Linked DNA regions of Mus musculus: all the other regions are linked to region 4. Evidence: chromatin contacts called from public HiChIP or PLAC-seq and promoter capture Hi-C data. All regions are on one chromosome and are shown on one strand. Each heading gives the region's core, a stretch centred on a gene start, on an enhancer-like site or on the middle of the called end of the contact. The rest is flanking DNA. Distances are from core to core; before and after follow the strand shown. Region 1 holds the start of Rnf227 (ring finger protein 227). Region 2 holds the start of Mink1 (misshapen-like kinase 1 (zebrafish)). Region 3 holds the start of Zfp3 (zinc finger protein 3). Region 4 holds the start of Elp5 (elongator acetyltransferase complex subunit 5).

Region 1 (2,790 bases), core at 274-2,773, 640 kb after region 4:
TATTTGTCATTAAAAACAAAATCTTGAAGACCTCTGAAAACTGAGGCCTTGTAAATTCACATTTGTAGCTCAGAAAAATTTTTCTCAAAAGAATGTCACTTTGGCACTTTAATGCGTCACTAGTGTTTTAAATGTTCCACCTACAGCTGATGATGCCATCTCAGAGTGACTAAGAGCTAAACCAGTGATTCTTAACTTACATACACATACCTGGGATTCTAAAACTACCGGGGAATGTGGACTGGGGTCCTGAAATTCTGCATTTCTAGCAAGCTGTGAGACCAACCAACACTGCTGGTCTTGATTTTAAGTCTACAGTAAGATATTTACAGGACTTTAGAATAGAACTAACTACATACAGTAAACAATGTCCCATTATGGGACACAAATTAAAATTATGTGAGCATCTTTTTTTTTCTTTTCCCCAGTATTGCTACAGAGTCAGTAAAGATAACAAAGGCCTAAATTTTGCTTCCTTTATCAAATGGCTCACCCATCTTTGATAAGCCTTTAATAAGGCCTCATGTAAATAAATGCCCCTTGGATGTTTTCATACCTGCCCTATCCAGCTGAAGGGAGGTTGTATATGCAAGATTCCCAATCATAAGCAGGGAGTCAACTCAGTAATTGCTGGAGCACGGTAACAAGAGTGGGAAGATGGCATGCCAGCAAACACAACCAGATAAGTGAGATTGACATGACATATAAATTAGCTTATCCCCTGTCCTGTCCTTTTTTCCACAGTACACATTGTCAACCACAGACCACTGCTAAAATTGGATCCTTTGCTTACACCACAGACTCTGAACAAACGCCAAAGCTTTGTTATTTTTTTTTTCTTCCTACATTATGGTAGGCTTTGTTTCTATTATCCCTTGGCCACTCCATCCTGAAAATATAATGCTGGCACAGTCTAGGAGCCTTCGCCGCTCAGAATCCACACCATCTAGGGTCCTTTCTGTTGAGCTCCATCTCCATCACGCATGTACCAATTCCAGCATCAGCCTTGATTTCCAGGTAGTCTTGACATCAACCTTTTGTGTCAGAGCACGCCTGAGGATGCTGCTCCCACCTGCTTTCTGCCATAGCTCTGGGGTTCCTTGGTTACAGCGTACAACGGGTCATGTGGGCAATGTCCTTGACCTCTGGACAGTAGAGCACTGGAGGAAAGAAGAAGGGTTAGTGGCAACAGGAGGATGCAACTTGACCCAGCATTCTTCGGTGCAATGTACCCAGTATCCTCCCTAGGCCGCCCCTCACCATTGCTAGGCAACGGACGCCGCAAGCGGCGTGCCGGCGCCAGGACCCTGTCCAAAATTCGGCGAAGCGCGCGCCAACCCGCACTTGGAGGTCCCGCCCCCTTCTCGCTCTCCGCTTCCCCGTCGTCGTCCTCTCCATCCTCTCCGCTGTCTTTGGCCGGGCTCCCCATCGGGTCTCCTTCACGCTCAGCCCGGGCTTTTTCCTCCAGCCGTGACCACAAGACAGGGTCTAGCGCGATCTCCGTGACGCCGCCGCGCGGGAGCGGGGAAGGCGCGCGGCAGAACGGGCACGTGACAGCGCGGCGCAGGCGCACCACGCGCGCGGCCGTGCGGCTGCCGTCGCCCCGCGCTGCCAGCTCGCGCAGGCAAGCTGTGCACAGCGTGTGGCCGCAGCGGGCGCGCGCCGTGCCAGGCAGGCGGCGGGGCGCACGGGCCCCGAGGTTGTAGGGTCGGAAACAGATGTTGCAGTCCAGCTCACCCAGCTCGGGAAGAGAGGGCACTCTCATCAAGAGCTGCATCGTGGTCACCGTGGCCCGAGGGCTTCGATCTCTAGGCGGCTAGGATACAGAACGAATGAGCCCTCCTTGGGCCAGGGCAGGGGCCTGGGGCCCGCGCCGCCGCCTCTGTCCCCTTTTAATAGTGAGGCCCCGCCCTCGAGGCGTCACGCGCAGATGGGCCGCTCCCTTCCGAGGCACGCGTTGGGGCGGCAGAGGCGCGAGGCTGGACTTGCGAGTGGGGATGCAGCGGGCTGAATGCCCAGGACAATGCCAGAATTACCCGAGGGAAGAGGGGGGCACGCTCCACCCACAGCCTCCATGGCGGACTCCTCACCCCCAGCAAAACACTAGCGCTGTCACTTAAACCTACCTGATGCAGGTGTCCAGGTCTCCTCTTGCACACAGTCACTAGCACAAGTCTATATGGCCCTGTTGGCCTATTTGTCACATGTTCATACTCTTTCACAATCCCCTCCTGCCCTTCCCCTCACAAACAGGCAACATATGCCAGGTTTACTGTTGGTTCTGCCCAGTTTTAATTGGTCTTCTGGATGTTTGGATTGTGCCCAGCCATAATTCACTCTGCCCTCGCCTCTCCTTTTTATACATGGCCTCTTGGGTTCTTTGGAAGGCTGGCTCCCTCAAATTCCTCCCCCTACCCCCTCTGAGAGTTTGAGTCCAGCTAACACCTCAGCACAAGGAGGGACCTAGATTCCAGGAGCATGGCCTTAGGAATGCTGGGAATCTTTTCCTTCCGGAGTATCCAGACTTGGACACCCACACAGCATGATGGTGGAAACGAAGCAGCTCTGCGTGACTTCTGACTCAGGGGTCTGACTTCTCCCACAGGTAAACAGGACGTGGTACTCACAGCCCACATTCCCTCACGGTGTGGCACCCACACCCAAGCTGCCTCCTCAGCCTCTCGAACCCAGGCTCTGTTGCGGAGGATAATAACACAGTCTTGACACAGCTGGCTCAAGAACAAATCCTAGTTGTGACACCCACAGACAAGTTACTTCATTTCTCTGGGC
Region 2 (2,776 bases), core at 273-2,772, 580 kb before region 4:
CCAGTAAGTCAGGTCTCATAACCCAACGTTGCACCAAACAAATTATGACCTGAATGGCAAGGGAGGGAAAAAAAAAAAAAAAAAAAAAAAAACTGTGTCACCTAGAGAAACCCAATTAACAACATGACTCTGCTCTCTTCAATTCTCTCTCCCCTCCAGTCATATCCGGGGCACTTGTGAGGTGGCTGCCTTTTCCCTGGGTAATTTACAAGCCAGAAGCCAATGTGTACAGAGACCTTCTGAGAAGGTAAGCATGAGGTGGGGAATCCTGCTCTAGCTACACCTACGCCGCCGGTTGGGAAAGCTCACCGGGCATGGAATCAAAACACCACCTGGGAGACAGTCTGGAATGGTTCACCTTGAAATTTCTATGTTGCCCTTAAGACAAAGCTGCCCGCTAGAGAACACTTACAAATGCTGAACTGAAAATTCCGGGAGGAGAGAGAGTAAGTGCCCCACGTGGAACAATAAATGGGTTATTTGAAAGCATTCCTGACACAGTTGTTTCCTCTTAACCGCTTCCCTAATGAACCCCTCCCTCCAACTCTCCTTTGCCTCCACTCCCACTAGTTCCCTCCCTACTGACCTCAGGCAGCGTGTTGTGTGTGCGTGTGTGTTTGTGTGTGTGTGTGTGTGTGCTTGTACATGTATGTAAACATCGTCTTCCGGCCCGAGTTTCCGAGGAAATCCAGGCTTCCCTTCCTCCCACTGTGCACTTGTCTGTCCTCCCAGCCCCACGCGGCTGCAGAGTTAGTAATGTAATATTCAGGGACCCCGAGACCGGAAATGCCTGGGTCTGAAAAGCTGCACTTGAAACACGAGAAAAGGGATAGGGAAAGTGAACGTGGGATGGAGACGTAGGAGGTGTGTGGGGTGGAGCGAGGAGGTGAAATCCGCCCAACTTGCAATTTAGGGGTAGGCGAGGAAGAAAACGAGGGATGAGGGGGAGGCTGAGGCAGTTGCAAAGTCAAAATTCCAGGAGCCAGAAGAGGAGGTGGAGGAAGCAGACATGAGGGCCGAGAGAGGGGGGACACAAGAAAGGCTCTGCAGGTGATGCAGGGCTGTGTTTAGGGACACCAGAGGTGACCCTCAAACGCCTATAAAGGAGGGGACTCGGATCCCAGCAGCAAGGTAGGGGTGGCACGCAAGTGTGGGGGAGGGCAGCACAGGGTGGGGACCAAACTGGCTCCCAGAATCTCCAGAGGGCGAACCCCCGGGCGGCGAGAGCTCGGGGTAAGGGCAGGGGTCGCGGGCGCGAGGCTGGGGTGGTGCTCACCCGCAGGGCAGACAGGTCGATGTCGTCCAGGCTGCGGGCGGGGGCTGGGTCGCCCATGGCCGCCGCGGGGCCACTCACGCTCCGGCTCGCTCACTCCGCTGCCGCCGTCGCCGCTTCTCCCCCATCGGGGGACTCGAGGGGCGGGCTCCACCGCGCCTGCCCCGAAGGCCGGGGAGGGGGAGGGCCAGCGGGAGGACCGACCCAGCGGCTGACAGGCGCTCTCACCCGCGCGCCTGCAACCCGAGTCGCCGGCTGCCCTGCGCACGCGCAGAGCCGACCGTGACGCGAACGCGCCGGGCGCCCCCTCCTGCGGGGCGCCGACACCTGCGCGCAGGCGCAGGAGAGCGGGCGGAGGGCGAGCGCGGACCCAGTCTCGCTAGAGCCTGGAGTGGAAGGAGCGCGACCACCCGCTGGTGCGCGTGCGCATACACCTTCCCTTCCTTTTCCCCCTTTTATTATTGTTGCCTCCTCTCCTCTAGTTCCTTCGTTGATCTTTATTTGACTCCTTTTCTTCCCTTTCCCTCTTTCGTGTGCCCAGCTGCCAATCAAACCACCTACCTCTCGATTTGCGGGGGAAGGGAGGCGGGACCCAACCCCCTCTATTACTAGGGGGGTTGTTATGGTAACTCCCCACGCGAGGGCTGCTGGCCTCTAGATAGGACGTGCTGTCCACCCACCCAATTGCCATGGTAACAGTGGAGCCGCTGAAGGAGGGGCCACTCCGTGAGAACTTGGCTGGAGAAACCACGTGGGAGGGAAGGACGGGGCTACTGTCTGCCCTTTACTCCCTTTCTAGGCTGGAGTGGGGATGTTGGGAGCAGATAGGCACTCCTACTGCACACGTCTGTATCTGCTTCTCTTAGCACAGTGTTCTGCAGGAAAGAACTATCCCTGGAGTTGCTAGTGGTAAAGCAGAAGAAACTGTATCCAATCCCTTCAAATGTTTTTCCAGCTCCTCAGATCTACTCCTGTTGGCACAGCACCTCCAGCCGGTTAGTCTCACTAGAGGATGGGTGAGGCTTTGTAACTATAGACAGACATGTTCTGCCACTGACTAATGTGTTGTCTGACCCTGAGCAAGCAAATTTGCCTCTGGGCTTTTCTTTCTCTATGAAGTTGAGGGGAGAAGGTTCTGAGTTTTCAAGAGCTCTTCCAACACTAACACTCCCTCTGAAAATGAATATAAACATTGCTTAGGTGAGCTTGAATTCTCTGGAGGCTTCTTGGCACATTTGGGTGCACATTCAAACTTGCTCCGGGTACTCTCCTGACTCATTTACCTTGCCCCTGATATGCAAGCCACAATCCCCATTTGGCCTTCCCACATGGCCTCTCTGCCTGGCACCTTCGATTAAATTCTTCATTATCCAGAAGTGATTTTTTTTTCTAAAACTTAAATCTGGCATCATTGTCCTGTTTAAAACGGTTTTCTGAACCCCACCATTCAGGAAGCTGAGGCAGGAGGATTACATTTTCTATTAGCCTGGACTATAAAATGAC
Region 3 (2,700 bases), core at 148-2,647, 780 kb before region 4:
TTGCTTTTCTCTAGGGCAGCGGTTCTCAACCTTCCTAGTGCCACTTCAACCCCATAGTACACACGTTGTGGTGACCTCCGACCATAAAATTATTTTCATTGCGTCTTCATAATTATAATTTTGCCATTACGAGTGGTAGTGTATATATTGTAAAGGGGATATTCAAGTCTCAGAGGGGTTGCACCTCACAGGCTGAGCACCACTGTTCTACAATGTGACCAAGGATGACATTCTACTCATCTTGTTAACCTCAGTGCTTAGCACATTTCTGATACCTGGAAAACATTAAGTGAGGTTTCTGAGCTATCTGGGTGAATGTCTGCAGTTGTTTTAAAGGTTAATTGAAGATTCCATTCACCATTGTCCCTAAAGAGACCAGAGCAGTGTCTGACAGATAACTGGTATCAACGTTTTATAAAAATAAGTTCTTAGCCGAGCACGATGACCCACACCTTTAATATCAGCACATGGAAGACAGAAGCAGATGGATCTCTGAAAGTCTTAAGTCAACCTGATCTACCTAGTGAGTTCAAGACTAGCCAGAGATATGTAGGGAGACCCTATCTCAAAAAAAAAAAAAAAAGTCAAACTAAGGCAACAACAAGAAAAGTTCTTTCTCCCAAGACACTATTTATCTTCCTCCTTTGGTATCCAGGATCAAGGGAACTCTGTCAATTCTGTGCTCAATTCAGTCTCATTTATGATTATTATTATTATTCTTAACTATGTGTAGTTGTGTGTTGCTACAGAGTTATAGATGTGTGTGCACATGAGTTACAGATGATACGAGGCGCCTGATTTGAGTTCTGGGAACCAAACTAGGGTCTTCTGGAAGAGCAGCAAGAACTACTGTGTCTTCTCTTTAGTCCCAATTCTATCATCTTTCTTTAACCTTAGTAAGCCAATGTCCTGCCTGCCAGCACAGGTCACAACATGCCACGGGGCCCCCAATTTTTGCCTGCTATTCGTTCTAGCAGTATACTTAGAGAATGAAATGAGAGAGAGAGAGAGAGAGAAGAAAAATAGGCATAGGTCTTTGGCATGCCCGTGTCGGAGCCTGCTTCTCCAGTTTCCCTGGCTGACAAGGCCTGCAAGCAGAATTAGGATCGGGCCCCTGACAGTGCCCAGGCTCCACCCTCTCCGTGTGCAAATGAGTAGGAGCCCCCGATGCCATAAAGTCCAAGGTCACACAGCAAACCCGAGTCAGGGGCGGGCCTACAGTCAGAACTCCAGCTCCAGGCCGGGAGCCCCGCGCCCTCCTCCCCCGGGCACGACGGAACCAGAGAGGCCTCACCGCTGGCGGATGCCGCCCACGCTCCCTCCGCCGGGCCCGAGGCGCTGCACCGCGGCGCGCACAGAACCGCAGCTGTTGTCTGGTGTCACGGGCGACCCACGCCGGCCACTTCCGGTACCGGGCGCACTGCGGCCAATCCGCGCGAGCCGCACTCGCGGGAGGAACAGGTGGCCAGCGAGCCCACGCCCCCATGCCCGTCTCAGCTTTCCCGTCTGCCGTTCTCGCCCACATTCACCCCATCTTCGCCCGGTCGGACAGGGCCGGTCGGCTAGCTGGAATGTCCCATGCACCTCGCGAAACCCACTGTGTCCCTTGACCACTGACGCGCAGGGTCCTCCCGGTTTCCTAGACGGGCCCCGGGGATGCACTTCCGCCCCGCAGCAGCCGCTCTGCGCGCCCCTGACGTTTCCGTGGGCTGGAAAACTCGAAACTCCGCCACGCTTCCCGCGGGGACGTGTCGAGCAGCCGCGTTTGTGCCTCACCTCCCGCTTTCCAAGAGTCTGTCAACTCCGGTTCCTAGATTTAGGGTGCGCCTGTCATCTTCTAGGAGCGAGGGGGGAGGGGAGGCCTGCTTTGAGGTCAGGAAGGCTTCAGGGAGTGATGCTTTGACAAAAAACTCAAGGTTGAGTGTGATTTCCGTTTTCCGCAGGCAATGGGAACTGCACTATTTGCTGGCCTTTCTCTCTTCTTGAATAAATTTGGTCTTTTAGCACAGCACGTATGTGACTATGAATGTGGTGATCCTCCTGCCTCAGCCTTCCAACTGCTGAAGTGAGCAACCAAGCCCAGTGAAGTAGATCTCTGTGTGGGGGAGGGAGAGGTTGAGGCAGTTAGGACTGGCCTTGAATTAATTATGCTCAGTGGTGGCCCTGGCTTGACTAATCACATTATCCCCTTCCTTCTGACTGGTCCAGAGGTGAACATTAGATACAAATAAGACTGAACAGTCCTTCCTTCCAGTTGCTATCTGGGAAGGTGGTGCAGTTTGAAGCAACATTTGTAAGGAATCAGGTCTTTTCTGAAGCCATGGTCTTTGTAATAGACCTAAACAAGGAGATCTGAACCGAGAAAAGGCAAAGGAGGCTGGGGGTGTGGCTTAGAGGTCGAGCACTTGCCTGGAATGTGCTAGGTAGGCCCTAAATTCAACCCCTAGTACTGTTAAACAAAATAAATAAATGAAATAAAAACAAGACATTTGAAGAAAAGGCAGGGGGGGTAACTAGTTTTGAGTAACTAGTTCTGAGGTAAGGGCTGGGGAGATGACTCATGGAGTTAAAGCACTTGCCATGCAGTGGAAGGACCTGAGTTCGAATCCCCAGAGCCCATGAGCAACTGTAATCCCGATGCTCCAAAATATAACAGTGCAGAATACACATGACTATTCCCAAAGGGAGAGATGGGGGCAC
Region 4 (2,700 bases), core at 177-2,676:
GAGAAGGAACTGAAGTCCAAGCCACCTCAGTCACCTCTTCTACCAGAACCACCAAGGTCCTTCTGGGAATTCTGACCTGGGCTGCCAAAGCCTGCATGCTACTCAGTCATTTCCCCCCAGAATCTGACTTCAGGAGATTTACTCCAGAGGGCATGTTCATTAAGAAGTGATGGTAAGCCAGGCGTGATGGCGCACGCCTTTGATACCAGCACTGGGGAGGCAGAGGCAGGTGGATTTCTGAGTTCGAGGCCAGCCTGGTCTACAAAGTGAGTTCCAGGACAGCCAGGGCTGGGGGCAGGGGCGGCGGGGAGGAATGGTAGCTGAAACAATGTTTACCTTGGAGAAAAGCTTGAGGGAGAGAACCCAGAGATACCTGGGTTCATCCAAACAGTCTCTACACTCCAAGTATCCCTTCATAATCGCTAGAGTCGCCTGGAGAAACATGCCCACCTTCAGATGCAAGCTCTCCAGCTAACAGCCAGCTTGTCTAATGAGACACCCAACTTTAATGTGCATCTGACAACTAAAGATGCCTATTGGAAAAGCATCGTTTTCTGTCCCAGGGTCTTAATAATAAGCCCATACACACAAGCTAGAGAATTCCAGAGCCTTTTTGGAGGAGCTCCTTCACACCCAAGGCTTTTCCTCAAGTTCCAATTCCTGCTCCATATGCCCTTCTACCCACCCACACCACTGACAAAGGAGTCTGACTTTCAACAGGAGGGTCTTTCCAAAGCCCATATCAATAGTTCTGGCTACCAGCAAACAGGTGTTCCCGGCCTCTTCTTTCTTTAGCAACAACTCTAGCTTTCGTAAGGAGAGCACCATTCTAGCCCCCGAGAACTGCCAAATCCTATCCCATTTAGGCAGATTAAGAAAGAAAGCAAACCCAGTAAAAATCATGGTTCTTTTATTAAGGGCTGAACCTTGCTTAAAGGTGTCCTACTTCTCCAGCGGGTAAAGCTCTGGCCAAGGCTCCCTTCCTAGGCCCAAAGCAGAGGCCCAGCACTATCCAAAATTCCGCGAGCACCGCGGACAGAGGACCCCACCACTGGCAGCACCCAAGCAAACTCACCGTGCGGATCTGCCTCCGCAAAAGGTAAATAAAGAAGCTCCAGAGCTTGGCGGCGAAGGCCACGAACGTGCGCAGCCCCAGCAGACACTGCGTCCGCATCATCCCGATGACCCCGGCACCGCCGGCCCCGGGGCCCCCGCGGCCCAGCTCCGCCAGCCCCCCGGGGGCAGCCCCCCGCCGCAGGGAGGGGGAACGGGGGCCCCGAGCGGCAGGAGAGGCTGCAGAGATGAGCACGGAGTGGGTGGCTTAGAAAGCCACCCCCAGCGAAGGGAAAGCCCAGCGGAACCGGGAACTGGGGGACTGGCGTGGGCAGCCCGCGGGGGCCCACATGAGCGGGAAGTGGCACCGACGACTTCGCGTGGGCTGCAGGCCGAAACAGGTCGGGCTAGGACAGGGTCCTCTGAGACCAGGAGGGAAGGGGATGGAGAATTGGGGGAGGGGGCAGTGGGGGAGGGGGCTAGGGAAAAGGGAGGGAGGGAGATGGGAGGGGAAGGGGGAAGCGAAGGGTGGCCTTCTGCGCAGGCGCGCTAGGGGTCTGCCCCGGGAAGGGGGCGGGCGGGGGCGGCGGCGGCGCGCGGTGGGCCGCGGCGATTCTCGGGGGCCCCCTGGGCGCAGGAGCTGGGGAGGAGGGGGAGGGGGAGCCGAAGGGCACGGATCGCTGGGCCGGAGTGGCCTCCCCCTCCCCGAGGTCAGGATCGCTTAGCCGCTGAGGAGCGGGGCTGCAGCCTCTGCAGCTAGGCTTCCCACTCTGACAGGCGCCATTTTACCGCCCAAAGGGCTCCCTCCTCTCTTCCCTCCTCCTCTTCCCCTCTGACATTACTTCCGGTAGTGACGTGTATTCACTTCCCCGGGATTGCTGTTTCCCTCAATTCATTCTGAGGAGGGAGGGGAAAGTTAAGGAAAGCTCTCTGCTCTGACCCCGGGGTGCAGCGTTACGCACGCGCACTAGGTTACTGCGGGGCGGGACCTGGAGAGAAGCCAGGCGCCGTGTGGGCGGGGCCGAGTGACATCATTTATTCCCAGGTTCGAACCTTCTTCGGGATTGGAGCTCGTGAGACCTCTGTCCTTGTCCCCATCCCACTGATAACTGTTCCAACGGCCCTTCTGGCTCCAGTCATGGTGCAAGAGTAGATTAAGGATGTTGTCTCTAGGACTGTGTACAGAGACTCTGGAGCGGCCCCTCCGTGTAAGCCCCCTGAGAATACGGAGCATAAAAAAACCAGGCTCCTCTTTCCGGACTTTGCGGTCCTTTAAGGTTGGAAGCAATCGTAAGTGCCCCGCCTCCTCGGTGGTGACGACATCAGAAGGCGTCCTGAGGCGTCAGAGATGCTGGACTCGTTGTTGGCCATCGGTGGTTTGGTGCTTTTGCGAGGTGAGGGATCAAGGCATGCGGTGGTAGCCTTGGGCTTGGCTGAAGGAGCGGGAGCCTGGAGGACCCGCTGGGGATGGATACCCAGCTAGGGGTGGAAGTCGTGGTCGGAGCCCTGAGGGCTCAGTAGGTCTCACCCATCCTTGGCTCTCCCCAGATTCCGTGGAGTGGGAAGGGCGTAGTCTCCTGAAGGCTCTTATCAAGAAATCTGCACTTCGGTGAGTTAGCCCACAGTTTCTCCTCTCCTTCCCGGAAA

Evidence for each region. HiChIP or PLAC-seq counts read pairs in DNA pulled down with a chosen protein or histone mark. Capture Hi-C pulls out chosen DNA fragments and counts their contacts.
Region 1: an HNF4G HiChIP or PLAC-seq map of pancreatic cancer cells shows a contact between it and region 4. The contact joins the promoter of Rnf227 here to the promoter of Elp5 in region 4. A contact is called at or near these places in 1 of 39 promoter capture datasets (neural stem cells) and 2 of 115 datasets of contacts at active chromatin or transcription factors (bone marrow-derived macrophages and pancreatic cancer cells).
Region 2: a contact with region 4 is called in a promoter capture Hi-C map of adipose tissue. The contact joins the promoter of Mink1 here to the promoter of Elp5 in region 4. A contact is called at or near these places in 2 of 39 promoter capture datasets (hippocampal neurons and liver), 2 of 115 datasets of contacts at active chromatin or transcription factors (bone marrow-derived macrophages and pancreatic cancer cells) and 1 of 9 other capture datasets (adipose tissue).
Region 3: a contact with region 4 is called in an HNF4G HiChIP or PLAC-seq map of pancreatic cancer cells. The contact joins the promoter of Zfp3 here to the promoter of Elp5 in region 4. A contact is called at or near these places in 5 of 115 datasets of contacts at active chromatin or transcription factors (bone marrow-derived macrophages, large pre-B cells, memory CD8 T cells and 2 more).

Annotation. Positions count from the first base shown.
Region 1 is chr11:69,339,529-69,342,318 of GRCm38.p6, reverse strand. Rnf227 (ring finger protein 227) reads right to left here and starts at 1,523. Exons shown (of 2, transcript NR_027827.2): 1 at 1,261-1,523; 2 at 1-1,160.
Region 2 is chr11:70,561,627-70,564,402 of GRCm38.p6, reverse strand. Mink1 (misshapen-like kinase 1 (zebrafish)) reads right to left here and starts at 1,522. Exons shown (of 33, transcript NM_001045964.1): 1 at 1,277-1,522. The coding sequence starts at 1,333.
Region 3 is chr11:70,763,144-70,765,843 of GRCm38.p6, reverse strand. It overlaps Zfp3 (zinc finger protein 3), which reads right to left and starts at 1,397. Exons shown (of 2, transcript NM_177565.3): 1 at 1,295-1,397.
Region 4 is chr11:69,979,961-69,982,660 of GRCm38.p6, reverse strand. It overlaps Elp5 (elongator acetyltransferase complex subunit 5), which reads left to right and starts at 1,426. Exons shown (of 9, transcript NM_018740.2): 1 at 1,426-1,454; 2 at 2,099-2,447; 3 at 2,602-2,662. The coding sequence starts at 2,402. Ctdnep1 (CTD nuclear envelope phosphatase 1) reads right to left here and starts at 1,493. Exons shown (of 8, transcript NM_026017.2): 1 at 1,076-1,493. The coding sequence starts at 1,177.